3 separate regions of the Mus musculus genome follow, and regions 1 and 2 are each linked to region 3. The links are chromatin contacts, called in public Hi-C and HiChIP or PLAC-seq maps. All regions are on one chromosome and are shown on one strand. Each heading gives the region's core, a stretch centred on a gene start, on an enhancer-like site or on the middle of the called end of the contact. The rest is flanking DNA. Distances are from core to core; before and after follow the strand shown. Region 1 holds the start of Igf2os (insulin-like growth factor 2, opposite strand). Region 2 overlaps Gm33148 (a long non-coding RNA gene). Region 3 holds the start of Syt8 (synaptotagmin VIII).

Region 1 (2,700 bases), core at 38-2,537, 220 kb before region 3:
CTCCTGCGCCAGCGGACCCGACCTTCGGCCTTGTGGTGAGCTCCCCGTGGCGCGCTCCCTCGTGCCCCAGCTCTTCCACTGCGGGGCACCGGCTACCTCGCAGTTTGTCCTCAGGGCTGCTGCGGAGTAGCGCGGGAGCGGGCTGCTGGCTTCTCCCTCGGCGGCAGCGCTCCTTTGGGCTGGGCGCTCCGAAACGCGCGCCACTTTGTGTGCACTCTGCAAACAACGCGGTGGTAGGGAAAGCGCCTGGGCGGCCAGGAAGCGGGAAGGGCAGAGCGCTCGGGCGGCTTGGAGCCTCCAACCCTACAGGTCGAGGGCTTGGGGAAGCGAGTGTAGAGCGCGGGCGCGGTGATTGATGGTCGGGCCGGGAGGTTAGCCCCGGGTGCACTGGTTTCCGCCAGTAGTGGCCCTTTAGAGGCCTAGAGGTGCGGAGGTCGGGAGAGGGAAACAAGGTGCACCGGTTTAGAAGTGATTTTGACTTGGTAAAAATCACAATGGCTTCTTATATCTGAAACCACCCGGGGAGAGTTTCTTAATAGCCCGGAATTATCGCATTGGCCCCTGGGGCCGAACCTGCAACTAAGCAAATTCAAAGTGCTGAGGACAGGGAACTGTTATCTGCTCATACTGGGTGGGGTCCCAAAGGCGCGCCGCTTAGAAGCACTTCAGTGAGCTCTGGTTTACAGGTCTGGTTTGAGCTACGTTTCCCGCCCTGCTTCTTTTTCTGCTGAAGGGCGCAGACATTGTGCGGGGGCTCCACGCGGGGCCCAGATTTGGCGTGGCCAAGCCAGCCTTCCCTTCATGGTGCACCTGGTGGCCCCCCAAAGGCTGCTAGGAGATCCCAGGCAAAGCAGAGGTTAGGGGCGCTTAGTAAGATCTATCTGGCTGCTATTCGAGGTGCCTCACAGCCCGCCCTGCCTGCTCAGGCAGGTGGAGGCTGCGCGCTCCCCCCCCCCCCCCCAGCCGATCCAGGGGACTGTCCCCTGCTTAGCAAGTAGGTCCCTGTGAGAACCCTCTACCCAGCTACCTGCGCCTTAACTCAGTCGGCCGGGATGCGCCTACCTTGTAACCCTCTAACTGAGCACAGGTCCTGCCACTACCACTGAGGCCTAGGGTGCCACGCACGTTGGTTCGCACCACGCGCCCATGTTGCACAAGCACAGGGCACCCCGGAAACATGACATGGGACCTCGATTTTTAGGGATAGACACCCAGGATTTAGTGGGCCTGTTGGGGCGCACAGCCCCCCCCCATCTTTGCCACCAGGCACTCCACTCCCCCCCCCCACCGGCAACCCCCGTGCCCAGGGCCCCCGACCCGCATTCCCCGCGTGGCTCGAGTTGCGGGGGCGGTCCCGGGGCGGGGCGAGGGCCCTGCGGACGCCCATTGGCGCGGGCGTAAGGCCAGCGGGGCCCGAGCGGGCGCCGAGCCGCGGGGTGGCGCGGCTATAAGAACCGGGCGTTGGCGCCCGGAGTTCGCCTGCTCTCCGGCGGAGCTGCGTGAGGCCAGGCCGGCCCCCGGCCCCCCCTTCCGGCCGCCCCCGCCTCCTGGCCCACGCCCGCCCGCGCTCGGCCCGCCAGCGCCTCCATCCGGGCTGGCGGCCCCGCGTCGACGCCGTCCGCCACCTCGCTGCTGCTAACTCCTGTGCAGGGCGCCGTCGGCGGGGCCGCGCTCCGTCGGGCCTGCGGATCTCCCCACCGCCTCCTCCTCTATCTACCTCAACACCCCATTCCTGCTTCGCCAGAGGAGGCGGTCCCCACCGCAGGCAGTCCGGCTTGCAGGTCGCCGGCGTTGTCATCCCCCGCGCTTCCCCTCCCAGCCCTCCCCGGTGCGCAGCCCGGCTGCTCCCCTCTTTTCGCTGCAGTCCCGAGCAGCTGAGGCGCCGCCACGCCTGTCCCCCCCACAAGAAGCCCGGGCTTACGACGGCTGAGGGCTCCGTCGACCCTAACCGAGCTGGGTGCCCGTGGCCGGGGTGACGCCTCCATTCCTCCCCCCTCAACACCGTCCTCGGTCCTTCGAAGTTGCATCCTCTCCTCTGCTTAGGGTGCGCCCCCCCTCGCGCACCCGCTTACCCGCCACCTTTCCTAAGCTCCCCTCCTGCCCCCTCCCCGTTCCTCCTCGCCTCAGACTCCCTCCCCCTCACGTCCGCCCTCTGCCTTCGCCTACCCAAGTGGATTAATTATACGCTTTCTGTTTCTCTCCGTGCTGTCCTCTCCCGCTGTGAGCCTACCCGCCTCTCGCTGTCCTCTCTCCCTCTCTCCCTCTCTGTGGTCCCCCCCTTTCACGTTCACTCTGTCTCTCTCACTATCTCTGCCCCCCAACTATCCTTGATACAACAGCTGACCTCATTTCCCGATACCTTTTCCCCCCCGAAAGTACAATATCTGGCCCGCCCCAGCCCTAAGATACCCTAAAGAAGCAGAAGAGACGCCCCCCTCCCCACCAAAAAAGCCATCTCCCCGTTCTGTCCCGTCGCACATTCGGCCTCTGCGACTCGGGCAGAGCGGCGCTGGCAGAGGAGTGCCCGGCAGAAGGGCCTTCGCCCGCTGTTCGGTTTGCATACCCGCAGCAGGGAGATGGGCGGCAGCGTCGCCGGCTTCCAGGTAAGGGCTCTCAGGGGCCCTGGGAGTGGGGGGTGCGCAGAGCCCGGCTTGGGCATGGCGGGACTGGTGCGGTGGGTGGGGGGCTGGGGGCTCGTTC
Region 2 (2,700 bases), core at 6-2,505, 160 kb before region 3:
TCTTAGTGCTTGTGACTGTAGATGCCCATCCTCACAGTCCTGGAGCAGCTTATCCCTAAAAACATTCTAAACCTGTGTCAGATCTGCCATTCACTAGTTGACAAGTCATAAGAAACTTCATTTGTCATTTGAGACCTGCTGAGCCTGGTCCCACCATGATGAAAGCCCCAAAGCCAGGTGGACCAGAGAATAACAATAGCTGCCAGAAGAACCTGAATACTAAGGGTTATCCATAGCTGGGGCCCTTTGCTTCCCAGGGGCAGAGAGGTATACGATGGTATGAAAATCAAGGGCAATCAAGCCCACCCTAGCAACTTGGAGGAGAGGTGGGCTTCCTGAAGGCTGTAACCAAACCTGGGGTGAGGGGCTCTGAAACTGCTGGAGTAGCTCAGGAGCAGAAAAGAATACCAGATAAGCCCGAGATGATCTCTGCTCCCTTCTTTGTCCTTTTTGGGGGTCTTGGAGTGCCTGGCTGGAACCTATTGGGTAGTGTCTATATTCTCTCCCTCTTTAGAATCAAACAGGAACATTCACACCAGGGCTGGGAATAGCTACTCTTCCATGGCCAGCATGACTGTGCTGATTGGTCTGCTCCCAGTGGCACATGTGACCCTGAAACAAACAGGCCCAAACAAGGACAACAGCCTCCCCAAGTGGAAGGGTGGGGGCCTGAGAGTTGAGAACAAGGTTGGCAGTGGTACCTGCCAACGGGTCCAGGCCAAGCAGCCATAGCAGCTGAGGCTGCCATTTTCCACCTGTCAGGACCAATGGAGATGGAAGAAGACAGCTGAGCAGGAAAGGGCAATGGGAGCATCCTTCTGTCCATGGAGGCGGGACTTAGGGTGGGGAAGAGGGCACAGAGAGTGAGAAAGGAGAGGTTGCCAAGCCCATGTTGACCAGAACCCATCTTGCCTGCCATCTCCCTCCATCCTGGAGCCCCCACACAGGTTCAGTGGTCTCCTTAGTAGTTAACTATTATGTCTCCAGAGAGGGTCCCCAAATTCTGGCTCTAGGTGTAATCATGGAACCCAGTGCCAGAGCTGACAGCTCCTTCCCTTCACAGTCCCATAAACGGATCTGGGGACAAGGGCAGCTGAGGGGGCCACCAGCAAAGAAAGAAGAGAGCTGATCTGAGAAACCTGAGAAGGCCAGCTGCTCTGCCATTTTTATTTCCTGTCAGCTCAGCAGCTCATGCCCTTTTTGGGGTCTCTCAGAGCCTGGCCATCCCAGCTGTCTCTCATGCCCACATTCCCTACCTCTTGAGGAAGAGTGCTGATCTCTCAAGCTGGAAATAGCTGTGCCTTGTGTCCTGAGGAGGCCCCTAAGGACATAGGGGCAGCAATCCCTCCCTAGAGGGGCAGCTGGGAGGGGTACCTCAGAAAGAGCCTAAGTAGTCACTCACACTGCCCCAACTAGCTCTGGCCTGCCTGCATCTGGCCTTCTCCCTTTGTCAGGGGGTCCTTGGTCCTGGACTTGTGGGGAGCAAAGCGGGTGGGCTAAAGGAGAGGGCCCAAGGCAGGAGCCTGGAGCAGCTGTTGGGACAGAAAGAACGTGCACTGCGGGCGGCCCAGCAGGGGCAGCGGCCCTGTGCCATGTTTTGCGCGTGATGTTTCTTTCCTGGAGGCCCTGGCCTCAAGCACCCTCACTTGCTGAAGTTTCTTTCTTTCAACTGCATCCCGCTGCCCGTGTTTGCTTTCCTTGGTCTGGGATGGGCAGCCGGGGAGCCGGCTCTGTGCGACTTGGCTTCTTCTGAAGACCGCTTCCTGGAACACTTGGCAGGGCTCGTCCTGGGAACCAAACCGTCCTCTCCCTCCTCCCAGCCTCATTCTCCACTCCCAGACAAGACACCCAGGACCCAGCTGAGGGTTCTGAACTGTGCAAGTAAAGTCGGGGTGGGACCGAGGTCTAGACTTAGCATTGTTCCAGTGCCCGGAGCCCCGACTTGGGGAGTCCAGGTAGAAATAAAATTGTACTCTGGCAAAATGTCCTCAGAGTCAAAACTGAGCTCCTCAACTCCATGCACTGTGCTCTCAGCTTCTCCGTGTGTTAAAGAAGAAGGCAGAGCAGCCCCACCCAGCCATAGCCAGTCCTGGGGCTCCTATGAACCAGATCCTCACTCTTCTCTAAGAACCCTACTCTCTGCCCTTTCTCTCAGGGCCTCAGCTTAGCTAAGGGCCTACCTAGCTCTGTATCCGTCCCTACTGTCCTGTCCTAATTTGGTTTTCTTAGTCCAAACCCATGTGTCAGACCAGAGCTCAATCTCCCTTTCTGGACTTTCCTCTGGCAGCATGTGGTGGATGGACATGGATCAAGGACCTGTGTGAGAGTCAGGGTTAACCTGGCCTTTGGCTAGTCCTTTAAACAAAGAGATAGTGACATCCATGGGTGGGTACAGTTTTTTTCTACTAGGAGCCTTCCTGAGGCCACATGCCAGCTAGGCTCTGGACCAGCATGAAGGGCCCTTACAACATCTTCCCAACATCCTGTGGGAGAGGCCAAAGCCCTATACAACACATCCTTCCTCTTTAGCATCCACTTGGGTTGGTGGAAGAGAACCAGAACCTTCTAGGAACATGAAAACTATGTGCTGGAGTCAGAAGTGAAGAGGGGCCATGGGGGGGTCTCCTTGGGGTTTCTCATAGGCTCCCCCATAGTGATATGGCCACTCACATCCATTTACTGGCAAAAAGTGGGCAAGGT
Region 3 (2,700 bases), core at 180-2,679:
GTGATGAGGTCTGGGATGAGACTGGGCCCAGCTGTGGCATCAAGTGGGGCAGAGGTGCTGAAGGGGTTTAAGGCGTGCCCCATCTTCATGCTCCTATCAGCTTTGAGGAGATAGTTGTGGAATCCAGGTCATTTGAGGGGTGGTCCTTTATGTACTGACTCTTCACCTGTCAGCAGCCAGTACTGAGTCCACCCTAAGCAAGAAAGTAGCCTAAGGTAGCCAGGGCAAGGACACTAGCCAGGAAGCCAGGCAGAAAGAGGCTCTGGGCCTTGGCCAAAGCACTGACTTAGCTGCTGCAAGCCCCAACTCTTGCCACTTTTCCCAGTTCCCAACCCCAGCCAAGTAGGCCAGGCCTGGCCTGGGGGCAGCCTGGTACCTGCTTTTGCTGGCCCTTGCTCACTGGGACCCTCCAAACCTACATATCTGGAAGATTTCTGTCCTTTTTTTTTTTTTTTTTTTTTTTTTCTAGAACTTAAAGGCCTTTTCTCATTTTTGGGGATGTCTTATCTCCTGCACAGAGGACCCATCATAGCTCTCTACATTCCAAAGACCTGCCATCTTCTACACGGTAGTCCAGTTGGTTCACTGTAGCCTCAGGTCCGAGAGTAGCTTGGGCTATGAGGTCATGTAGGAGGGAATTGGGGATGCAGGGCACAGGGCCACCAGCAGGTGGGCATGCGCTCCAGCAAGTCTAGGCTGAAGGAGCTTTGCTGGCATGGGCACCAGGCCAGTATTGCCTGAGGTTGAGGGCGAGGTAGGGGCAGGCAGGGGCAGGGCATAGCTGGGAGAGCCTGAGCATTCCTCCATGCTGAATCAATGCCCGCCCAGACTTGTCTACCTGCCTGCTTGGCCACCCTTGGCATGGGAGTGGAAAGGAGGAGGCCATGAAGCTGCTTTGGCCTCTGTATCCTACCTGCCTGGGGCCTGAAACACCTGGCAGGCTGGCTTCTCCCCCACCCCACCCCCACCCCGTGAGCAGAAAGGGTGGGGTTCTCAGCTGGGGACTGGGAGCCACTGACTCGCTGAACTCAGGACCTCCCCCCTCCCCCACAGCTTCCCTAGATGGCAACTGCTGGCCAGAACTCAGTTTCTTAAACTTGAGTCTAATGCCACTGTGCCACAAGAGCCTGCCAGCCCTCCTGCTGTATCTAAGCCCAGACTGCACACAAGTTACTAGACCAGCCCACTCCTCCAGGGGTGACTAATAGACCCTCTTGCTCTTGTGCCCTCAGCCTGGAGTCCCCAACATGATTCCAAAGGGTAGCTCCTCCTGCAATATCAGTGGTTCACTAACTGGCAGCCACAGCTCACAGAGCTCAGAACCTTGCATCTCTCAGTGATTCGGGGCAGCTGCAGATCAGGAAGGGACCAGTCTCTGCCTTCTCCGTCTCCCTTTAGAGGTCCTCCTGCACACATGGAACCATGATGTTTTCAAGGGTGGCCTGAGGCTGGTGCTCTGAAGTTGGCATGGCCCTGGAGCAGAGGTGCAGAGGGTTTTTAACAAGAAGCCATAATGACTATGGAGAGTGGTCTGGTGGGCACCTGGAAGGACCACAGTGCTAGGCTGAATATCCTCTTCACCTCTTGAAATTCCTCAGTTTTTAGCACAAGTACCATATTTTAAATCATCCCCAGGCCCTGTGTATTATACAGCTAGTCCCTAACTCGGTTTCAGACTCATCTGTAATTTGGTGATGAAGTAGGAGCTTGGTGAGTCCCCTGAGGATGGAGAGAGGTGATCTGCTGGCCTCAACAGCCTGCCTGTCCACTAATATCACTCTTGTCTGGCCTTCTGAAGGACTCTGCTAGGCAGGAGTCCATAGGTGGTGGTCAGAGCACCCCCAGTGGCTCTGAAGTTGGCATGGCTCTGGAGCTGAGGTGCAGAAGGTTTTTACAAGAGGCCACAATGCCTATAAAGAATCTGCTTGGAGCTGGAGCTGAGATGTTGTTCCTCAAGGGCCCCTAGCACAAGAGGGCTAAGGTCAGGCTCAAACAAATCCGGCCTCCACATGGGGCTCAAAATGTTTTACCATTTGGAAATGGTGGAGCTGGTATGAATGTTGGGATTAAAGTAACATTGATCTCTCTCTGACTCTGTCTCTGTCTCTGTCTCTGTCTCTGTCTCTCTGTCTCTCTGTCTCTCTGTCTCTCTCTCTCTCTCTCTCTGTGTGTGTGTGTGTGTGTGTGTGTGTGTGTGTGTGTGTTCTTCTTGTCTAAAGCCCTCCCTCCCTTATCCTAAGAACAAGTGGTAGGGAACAGAGGATCTAGAAGTTGTGACTTCTAACTGTATGTCACTCAGGAGGGCATCCTGAGTAGCATGGTGGTAACACATGCCTACAGGAGGCTTCAGGCTGTTTGGAAGCTGTCTCCGGAAGATTCTGAGGCCTCAGAAACACCAGCTCCTGGTACTAGGGAGAGTTTCAAGGCCTGGAGACATGGAGGCCCCTTAGGACTCCCAGGTTCCAATGGTGGTAAAGGTGCAAGTAAAAAGACAGCCACTAGGAGGAGCCGTTCTTCCCGCTGGTCCCCACCTACCAGTAGCACTCAGTTTGCTACTTTAGAGAAAGTGTGAGCAGCCTGAGCTAGACAGACAGAAAAGAGGAGTCATAATTCTCTAGTCCCACCTTATCTTCCTGCTCTTGCAGCCTGTCTTCTGTGACTGCTGCGGAAGACCCTCTCAAAGGACTAGCACTGTTTGAC

Evidence for each region. Hi-C and Micro-C count contacts between places; a contact is called where the count stands out from the background. HiChIP or PLAC-seq counts read pairs in DNA pulled down with a chosen protein or histone mark.
Region 1: a contact with region 3 is called in an H3K27ac HiChIP or PLAC-seq map of heart atrium, with 9 times the contacts expected there. The contact joins the promoter of Igf2os here to the promoter of Syt8 in region 3. A contact is called at or near these places in 11 of 39 promoter capture datasets (the C10 cell line, the HPC-7 cell line, cranial neural crest and 6 more), 25 of 484 Hi-C or Micro-C datasets (B cells, the P5424 cell line, bone marrow-derived macrophages and 12 more), 17 of 115 datasets of contacts at active chromatin or transcription factors (the HPC-7 cell line, cardiomyocytes, craniofacial prominence and 9 more) and 3 of 9 other capture datasets (adipose tissue, liver and pancreatic islet).
Region 2: a contact with region 3 is called in a Hi-C map of myocytes, with 2.0 times the contacts expected there. The contact joins the enhancer-like site here to the promoter of Syt8 in region 3. A contact is called at or near these places in 10 of 39 promoter capture datasets (the 3T3-L1 cell line, the C10 cell line, the HPC-7 cell line and 5 more), 3 of 484 Hi-C or Micro-C datasets (embryonic stem cells, muscle stem cells and myocytes), 1 of 115 datasets of contacts at active chromatin or transcription factors (the HPC-7 cell line) and 3 of 9 other capture datasets (adipose tissue, embryonic stem cells and pancreatic islet).

The regions. Positions count from the first base shown.
Region 1 is chr7:142,658,267-142,660,966 of GRCm38.p6, reverse strand. Igf2os (insulin-like growth factor 2, opposite strand) reads right to left here and starts at 1,287. Exons shown (of 4, transcript NR_002855.3): 1 at 1-1,287. It also overlaps a transcript of Igf2 not described here.
Region 2 is chr7:142,599,101-142,601,800 of GRCm38.p6, reverse strand. All of the region lies in intron 1 of Gm33148 (a long non-coding RNA gene), which reads right to left. Among named protein-coding and RNA genes, the nearest start is that of Gm33148, 8.8 kb to the right of the region's middle. Within about 2 kb of position 1,255, at least 10 of the 459 cell types and tissues checked have an H3K27ac peak or open chromatin away from gene starts, as enhancers often do. A contact at or near this core is called in muscle stem cells and myocytes, where this site is marked.
Region 3 is chr7:142,435,563-142,438,262 of GRCm38.p6, reverse strand. Syt8 (synaptotagmin VIII) reads right to left here and starts at 1,429. Exons shown (of 9, transcript NM_001285861.1): 1 at 1,324-1,429; 2 at 1-100. The coding sequence starts at 1,330.